2 separate regions of the Macaca mulatta genome follow, and region 2 is linked to region 1. Evidence: chromatin contacts called from public Hi-C data. All regions are on one chromosome and are shown on one strand. The core of a region is the stretch at or near the end of the contact, and the rest is flanking DNA. Distances in the headings are between cores, read along the strand shown.

Region 1 (4,568 bases), core at 1,093-3,592:
CTCAGCCTCCCAAAATGCTGAGATTACAGCCGTGAGCCACTGCACCTGGCCTAATCCTTCTGTAATCCTAGTACGTTTCCTGACTGAATCACCACAGATGACTTTTAATGCCTCTCGTCAAACCTCTAGCATCCCTTTTTTCTCTTCATTTTCAGCTCATGACCTTGTTTCCTGTATATCAAAAATGAAAGCAATCAGAAGAAAACTTTTACATGTCTCCTTGTATCTTTACCCATACTTTGCCTTTCCTACTATTCTGTCATCATGGTCTCCACTCGTGCCCCTTTCTCCTCTTAAGGACATTGCACTGCTTCAGTATTCATCTCATTCTCCTGCATGCTAATGAGCTGCGTCATATCCCCATTTCTACTGGATTATCCCTATCAGCATATAGATATACTGAAGTATCTCCCAGATGCCACATCTTCCTTTAGTTACTCCTCTCCAAAAAGGTAAGTATTTATTGTCATCAGTGCTCCCTGTCTTGTTTGGATCCACTACAATCAGCTGTTTTTCTCATTCGTTCTACCATAGCAGCTCTTTTTGAGATTATTAAGTGACTTTGTTGGTGGTAAATTCCCTAGTTCTCAAGCCTAATCTCAGTGGATGTAGAAGCAATAGAGCATTTGATGTGGTTGATAACATTGTGTTTGAAATCTTTCTTCCCTTTGTTTCTGGCATATTACTGCCTATTTTCAGTTTCTTTTGTTGGTTCCTTTTCATTGCCCCAGCTTCTGAAAAATGAGACAGTGTTTCAGGGACATATGTTTAGACCTCTTCTATATATTTAGTTTTAGTCTCCTGTGATCTCATTCTGTCTAGCTAGAATTATATACGTGTATATATATATATATATTTTAATTTTTTATCTTTTTTTTTTTTTTGAGACAGAGTCTTGCTCTGTTGCCCAGGCTGGAGTGCAATGGCGTGATCTTGGCCCACTGCAACCTCCGCCTCCTGGGTTCAAGTGATTCTCCTGCCTCAGCCTCCCGAGTAGCTGGGAGTACAGGTGCGGGCCATCACGCCCAGCTTATTTTTGTATTTTTAGTAGAGACCATGTTGGCCAGGCTGGTCTCAACTCCTGACCTCAAGTGATCTGCCCAACTTGGCCTCCCAAAGTGCTGGGATTATAGACGTGAGCCACTGTGCCAGCCTTTTTTTTTTTTTTTTTTTTTTTAATTAAAAAAGCTTTTCTTGGCCCAGTACGGTGGCTCATGCCTGTAATCCCAGCACCTTGGGAGGCTCAGGTGGGCGGATCATGAGGTCAGGAGATCGAGACTATCCTGGCTAACATGGTGAAACCGTGTCTCTACTAAAAATACAAAAAAAAATTAGCGGGCATGGCGGCAGGCGCTTCTAGTCCCAGCTACTAGGGAAGCTGAGGCAGGAGAATGGCTTGAACCCAGGAGGAGGAGCTTGCAGTGAGCCGAGATCGCACCACTGCACTCCAGCCTGGGCGACAGAGACTCTGTCTCAAAAAAAAAAAAAAAAAAAAAAAAAAAAAAATTTTTTTTCTGAGGGCCTTCCTCGTCCTCCAGGCTGGAGTGCAGTGACGTGCTCTTAGCTCACTGCAGCCTTGACCTCCCAGGCACAGATGATCCTCCTAGCTTAGCCTTCCAAGTAGCTGGGACCACAGGTCTGCGCCACCACATCCGGCCAATTTTTGTATTTTTTGTACAGATGGGTTTTCATCATGTTGCCCAGGCTGGTCTTAGGCTCAAGTGATCCACCTGCCTGGCCCCCGGCTAAGTGCTGAGACTACAGTGTGAGCTACTGCATCCAGCCTAGAGTTATATATTTCAAACTACAAATGTTATCTTTAGTCTAGATCTATTTCCTAACCTCCAGACTTCTATATATATTTGCCTACTCAGCATTTTTAAGTAGATTTCTAATAGGCATCCCAAATTTAACATCACAACTGAACTCCCTGTCCTCCCTGTTCTCCATCACCCTCCCTCCCCAATAATTGTCCCCATTCCAGTCTTCCTCATCCTATTAAATGCCAACTCCATCTTGTAGTTTCTCTGGCCAAAAACCTAGTAGACATTCTTGACTCTTCTTTCTCATACTCCCACATCTGATTCAAATAATTAGCATGAAAACATGTCCCTTATTAATTAGCATGAAAACATGTCCCTTATCTATCTTAAAAAGTGCCATAAGAATAAATGTAACCACAATTTCCTCTCTTCATCTGCTGCCACCTCTGTAAGCAACCATAATCTCTTTCCTGTAATATTTTAGTAGTCTCTATCTGCTGCTTCTGCTGTTTTCTGTTCACAAACCAGCTACAAGGGTGATCCTTTGACTTAATGCCTAAGTATTCAAGAAGTCTTGACCCTTCATTGTCTGTACGTCCTGCCTGTCTGATTTGATGTCTTACCAGTTTCTCCGTGGCTTCTTCCACCCTGGCCACATATAGACCTCCCTGAGGTTTCTTGAACTTGCCAAGCATACTGTTGCTTTAGTGACTGTAGGAATAGAGCTTTGTTTTATTCACTGCAGAATCCCCAATATTCAGAACAGTGGATGGCACATAATGGTGACTCACATTTCCTGAATGAATGGCTGCTAATCTTGTCACTTATGTCTTTGGTAACAGCTTATGTGAATGTTTCTATAACTAAAAGTATTTGAACTTCACCTAAAACCATGTAGTCCTGTAAGAATTAAGTAGAAACAAATTTAGATACGAGAGGATGAAGCAAGTTTCAAATCATTTTTTGTGTATGTAAAGTGAAAATACACAGTAAAATGGTAAGGGACAGAGGAGGTAGGAAAGGAAGGAAGAGAGATAAACCAATGGAATAAAGAAAAGGAAAACCTGATTTGATAGTAGGGTGAAAACACCTTAAAAAAACCTATTTTGGGCTTGCCCTATATTTTTTTAAAGTGGTATTTCTTCAATTCTGAGTGTTGGTGAGTTACATGGACTTAGACTCTTCAATTTGGACTATATTATTACCTTTTTTTTTTGAGACTGAGTCTTGCTCTGTCACCCAGGCTAGAGTGCGGTGGTGTGATCTTGGCTCACTGCAAACTCCGTCTCCCGGGTTCAAGCAATTCTTGTGCCTCAGCTTCCCAAGTAGCTGGGATTTCAGGAGTCCACCACCAGGCCTGGCTAATTTTGTATTTTTAGTAGGGACGAGGTTTCGCCACGTTGGCCAGGCTGGTCTCAAACTCCTGACCTCAAGTGATCCGCCCACCTGGGCCTCCCAAAGTGCTGGGATTATAGGTGTGAGCCACTGCGCCTGGCCTTATAACTTTCTTTTTATCAGGGATACAGGCTCAAATGAGATTGGGTGCCAAAACTTCATTGTTTTTCTTTTCTTTTCTTTCTTTTTCTTTTCTTTTTCTTTTTTTTGCACTAGTTTTTGCTAAACTTCTTTTGTTAAAGAAAAGCAGTTACTTTTACTGAGCTAGCTCGATGGTATCCTGTGCATTTTTTTTTTGAAAGCTCAAATAGAAGTCTCACAGTTTTAGGGAGGGATTATTTTTTAGTGTGCAAAAATTTATTAGTATGCCTGTCCTCTTAGCACTGTACTGCCTAGTTACTCTCCTTTAAAAAAAAAAAGAACATATATTTATTATATTTCCATGGTAAACTAGCAGCTACAATAACGTATACAACTTTATTGAGTAGTATTTATTAAATGCATATACATATTTGTGCTCCTAAAAATGCTTATACATACTAAAACTGCAGTTTTACTGATAGTTGGGAAATGAAAGTGCAAAAGAAATTAATGATTTGTGAAGTTTTGGTATTTCATTGTATCAAGACAAGGTTTTTTTTTTTTTTTTTCCTGAGCTGTAGATCTCGTTTCCTGTTGGTTGATTAAAAAAAAAATATTGGCCAGGTGCGATAGCCCAAGTCTATAGTCCCAGCACTTTGGGAGGCTGAGGTGAGTGGATTGCTCAAACTCAGGAGTTTGAGACCAGTCTGGGCAACGAGGTGAAACCCCGTCTACCAAAAAAAAAAAAAAAAAAAAAAAAGAAAAATTAGCCAGGCCTGTATACCCATAGTCCCAGCTACTCAGGAGACTGAGGTGGGCAGATTGCTTGAGCCTGGAAGGTCAAGGCTGCAGTGAGCCGAGATCTCACCACTGCAGTCTACTCTGGGTGACAGAGTGAGACCCTGTTTAAAAAAAAAAAAAATCTTTTAGATAAATTGTTAAAATAGGTGGCTTAGAAGTTGGTGAATTAAGAGATAGTTTGTGTGCAAGTATAAATTATTCTTTATAAACCAATGTAAACATTTTCCCATTTTTGTATAATATGCAATACTTTATGTCTTTATTGACTTGTGGGACTTTTATGTAGCCACAATGTGTGTGGGTGTGTATATATATCTTTACAGTTTTTGTAATATGCAGATACAATTTAGACTGTCATATAAACATGACCATTATAGTTTTTTTTTTTTTTTTTTTTTTTTGAGATGGAGTCTTACTCTGTCACCCAGGTTGGAATGTAGTGGCGCAATCTTGGTTCACTTCGACCTCTGCCTCCTGGCTTCAAGCAATTCTCCTGCTTCAGCCTCCCTAGTAGCTGGGATTACAGGC
Region 2 (4,568 bases), core at 1,356-3,855, 92 kb after region 1:
TTGTGTCTCAGCCTCTCTAGTAGTTGGGACTACAGGGGTGTGCCACCACACCTGGCTAATTTTCTGTATTTTTGTAGAGATGATGTGTTACCATGTTGCCCAGGCTGGTCTTGAACTCCTGAGCTCAGGCAATCCACCCTCAGCCTCCCAAAGTGCTAGGCTTACAGGCGTGAGCCACCATGCTTGGCCTGACTTTTTAATAATAGTCATTCAGCTGTTAATCTTTAGAGCCAGTGTTTCTAAACCGTTAAGCCATCAGTATCACTTGGAATCTTGTTAGATAACGCAAATTAAAGCCCCACTCCAAACTTGCTCAATCTGAAATTCTTGTGTGACTAGAACTCAGAAACCTGTGTTTTAACAAACCTTCCAGGGATTCTGATGTATACTGTATCTTGAGAACCACTGCTTTAGAGGTTCTACCCAATATAAAAACTAAAACAGTGTTACCAGTTAAAACCTCCCTAGAGCACACAGCATTTCTATGAAACAGAGAAAATTAAATCAGCAGATAAGTATTTTTTGTGCAGAAATGTAAACTCCATTAGAATTGGCATTACATTGTTTACATCTTCCAAATATAATAGGTTCTTGAGAAATATTTGGCGATAATATTAGATAAGACAAACAATTTTTAGAGAACTGAGCTGACATTGTTTCTTTAAAAAAGCCTTTTATTCATTCAACAGTCATTTATTGTCTACTGTGTGTCAGGCACAGCTACTGTTACAGAACTTGTAGTAGTGTAGGAAAATCAAACTGTAAGCAAGTAAGTTACAATACAATGTTTTAAGTACTATAATTGAAATATGAGCCATGTGCTCTGAATGTTCAGGACAGGAAATATCTAACAGCCTCAAGTCAGAATGTTATGTTTGAGTTGGGTCTCAAAGAATGAGTAGGGAGAGACTTGGGGCAAGGGCGTTTCATATAGTTTGTTGACATTGCTACCATAAAAGGTACTTTCAATTTTTGTGTCAATGAATATCCACTAGGAAGATCATTTTCATCAAAAAATGTCAAGTCCATTTTTTATATTATTACAACTTTTGTTAGTCTTTTTTTCTGTACTGTGAACTAGATTGATTAACTGGAAAGCAGCTCACACACCCAGGGAATCAGTCACTTGCATCACAGAAAAAAATATCCACTTGTTTTATAAATGCCTGGTTCCTAATTACACTGTCAATATTTCAAAAAATGAATGTATTTCAGAGGTTCCCAAACTTCCCTTAACAGTTCTGTAATTTTTTTCATGGTGCCTCTAGGCCAAGAGAAATACCATACAGACTTGTTTATTAACTAATTTGGTACAAACAACTTAGTAAAGATTTATGTCCCAACAACTTATTTGCCTTTAAAAAATAAGATATAAATTGAAAGGAAAAATATTTTTATTTAATTCTTAAATAACCATTTACATACTTACGGTGTGTTTGTGCCGGTTAGGATTATACAACTTCTCAAACTGTGGAATCAGACTGAACACCACCACCTTCTTTTCTAGTTCCATACTGACTTTTGCATAGTGCTTGGGTTTTTTCACAGTAACCACTGAAAACTCAGCTTCACAAGGATATGCTGTTAAAAAGAATGTATGTTCTAATGTTGAAGTTACAAATTATCTGAAGTTGGTAGCTCACTCAGTGTCAAACACACATTGAGTCTCACTGTGTTTCCCTCAAATAGAAAACCCTGGCACCCCTGGATTTTGCTGGGATGCCCCAAGACAAAATTTGGAAATAGTGGGCTTGTTAGATTTAATTCATAGATTTAGGGATTCAGTTATACAACTCAACTGACTTTCTCCAGGTCATAAAGTTGAGTCAGTAGCATAGCTTTCAGCCTTTCATTTACTTTGGCCACATTTGCATAAATGATTGCTGTTTTATACCCTGAAAGTTCCAGCTTTTTTCACTGTCCCAGATGGCAGGTATTTTCATTTTCTTTATTCACTCTGTATCTGCTTCTAGAACTACCTCAGGCTGTACCATCTTTTACTCTTACTGTAGGCCTTCTGCTAACCTGATGGGACCTGGCCTTCATTTGCTTCTCAGTGACCTGTGTTTGTACACTAAGCTGCCCAGAGAATAGTCTTTGGGGAAGTTTTAACTTTTAAGTGATTATGTAATTACTGTTTTCTAGAAGCTACAGTTTGATCCATATGCCAGAAATGTGACGGAGGTAGATAAAGTATGGTTATATACATACTTGTTTAGATAAGGATGCAAATACGGTTCACACAGTAGCACATACTTTGAAATTAACCTGCTTCTCGCCTCTTTGCATATACTCCAAATTAATTCATTATCTTTAATAATTATGATGTAATAATGTAAAAAGTCATGGGAAGAGAGATTTTGCCTAATGTCCCCTCCACACTAACATAGTGATTCATTTGGGTCTCTAGTCCTTTACCTTATGCACAATAAAAGTTAGTATTTTCAGGATGCAAGGATTATTCAGATGGTTGACGTTCTTAACAAAGTTCCCTATAAAGAATTTGTTTCCAGGAAACACAGTGACTCTGCTAACAACAACTGTTAATACGTATCAGAGCAGAGTGCACCATTTCCTGTTTTTCTTTGTGGAGGTCCGACTCCGGAATTCCCCTTGTTTGCCCATGACTATTCTTTTTTTTTCTTTTGAAATGGAGTCTCACTCTGTCACCCAGGCTGGAGTGCAGTGGTGTGATCTCGGCTCACTGCAACCTCCCCCTCCCACCCCCCAGCCCCGGGTTCAAGCAATTCTCCTCCCTCAGCCTCTCGAGTAGCTGGGATAACAGGTGCCTGCCACCATGCCCAGCTAATTTTTTTTCTTAAAATATTTATTTAATTTTCCATAGTTATTGGGGTACAGGTGGTATTTGGTTACATGAGTAAGTTCTTTAGTGGTGATTTGTGGATTTTGGGGTACTCATCACCCGAGCAATGTACACTGCACTGTATTTGTAGTCTTTTATCCCTTGACCCCCTCCCACTCTTCCAGAGCCCCAAGTCCCCAAAGTTCATTTTATCATTCTTATAGCCTGGCTAATTTTTGTATTTTTAGCAGAGACAGGGTTTCACCATGTTGGCCAGGCTGGTCTTGAACTCCTGACCTCAAGTGATCCACCAGCCTCGGCCTCCCAAAGTGCTGGGATTGTAGGCATGAGTCACCATGCCTGGCCACCCGTGACTATTAATACAGTAGTCCAAATAAGTGTGCCATTCCTTAAATGTCCACATTGTGCCTGAAAATACTGCATTTTTATATTTTAGAATATTTAATTATATTTAAATCCAGGTTTTTGATAGAGTGTTGTAGGAAAGAGTGTCAAGATCACCTCCACCTGTGTCTGGATCCACCTTTACTGCCTTCTCAGGAACCTTGTAATGTTGACAATCCATTTTCTTTTTCCTTCTTTTTGTTTACCTCTTTTACTGGATCTTTCCCATTAGAAATTGAGCATAATGCAATTATCTGCCATCTTACAGGGGAAAAATTCAATCTGTCCTCATCTCCTTTTCTCCTTGCAGCCACTGACCTATCTTCTTCCTGTCCAGAAGGCCGGACTTTTCTCCAGCGTTGTCTCTGTTCTCTTTCGCCATTTTCCACTTCTTAGACCCACCTCAGTCCCCTCCAGTGTGTCTTCTCCTCCTTTTACTCCACTGACATAGCACTCACTAAGGTGCCCATCGACGTGATACTGCTGAATCCAGTGCATGTATTTCTGTCTTTAATTGACCTCTCATCACCTTTCAGCTCTGTTGCCTGCTCCCTCTTGACACTTGTACACACTGCTGATTTTCCTACTGACTTTCAGCCTGTTTCTTTTTGGCCTTCTTTGATGGCTTCTTCTTTACCCAACCACAGAAATTTAGTTTGTCTAGGAAATCTCATTAACACGGCTTTGTTAATGCTGGTGAGTCTCAGTCTTTTATCTCCAGTTTGGATTCTTTCCGAACCCAGTGAATTGCATACTCTGCGGAAGTATGAAGTCTGTGCATATTTCTTAACTCCTCCCTTGCTCAGTTACCAAATCCAGCCTGCAACCAAATGCCTTTTTTGTTTTTTTTGAGAGAAATCTCGCTCTCGTCCCCCAGGCTTGAGTGCAATGGCTCGATCTCAGCCCACTGCAACCTCCGCCTCCCTGGTTCAAACGATTCTCCGGCCTCTGCCTCCCAAGTAGCTGGGATTAAGGCGCCTGCCACCACGCCTGACTAATTTTTGTATTTTTTAGTAGAGACAGGGTTTCACTGTGTTGGCCAGGCTGTTCTCGAGCTTTTGACCTCAGGTGATCAGCCCACCTCAGCCTCCCAAAGTGCTGGGATTACAGGTGTGAGCCACCACGCCTGGCCCAAATGCTGTTGATTTTATCCACTGACCACTTTCTTCAATCTATCCGCTTCTTTCCATCTGTGTTATTAGTTGAATCCACATAATCCCTTTTCACCAGCATTAATAACTTATTTTGACCTCTTCTAACGTGTTTTCCACCTATAGCTATTGTGGAATAGTCTTCTAAAACTATTTGATCATGTTGTTCCTCTGCTTTAAAAGACTTTCAATTATTTCCCATTGTTCTT

Evidence for each region. Hi-C and Micro-C count contacts between places; a contact is called where the count stands out from the background.
Region 2: a Hi-C map of blood shows a contact between it and region 1, with 2.8 times the contacts expected there. The contact joins two enhancer-like sites. A contact is called at or near these places in 2 of 14 Hi-C or Micro-C datasets (CD4 T cells and blood).

Annotation. Positions count from the first base shown.
Region 1 is chr6:140,196,994-140,201,561 of T2T-MMU8v2.0, forward strand. All of the region lies in intron 1 of CDC42SE2 (CDC42 small effector 2), which reads left to right. Among named protein-coding and RNA genes, the nearest start is that of CDC42SE2, 11 kb to the left of the region's middle. Within about 2 kb of position 2,343, at least 8 of the 40 cell types and tissues checked have an H3K27ac peak or open chromatin away from gene starts, as enhancers often do. A contact at or near this core is called in CD4 T cells and blood, where this site is marked.
Region 2 is chr6:140,288,831-140,293,398 of T2T-MMU8v2.0, forward strand. The region is part of intron 3 of CDC42SE2 (CDC42 small effector 2); the gene reads left to right. Among named protein-coding and RNA genes, the nearest start is that of CDC42SE2, 100 kb to the left of the region's middle. Within about 2 kb of position 2,606, at least 17 of the 40 cell types and tissues checked have an H3K27ac peak or open chromatin away from gene starts, as enhancers often do. A contact at or near this core is called in CD4 T cells and blood, where this site is marked.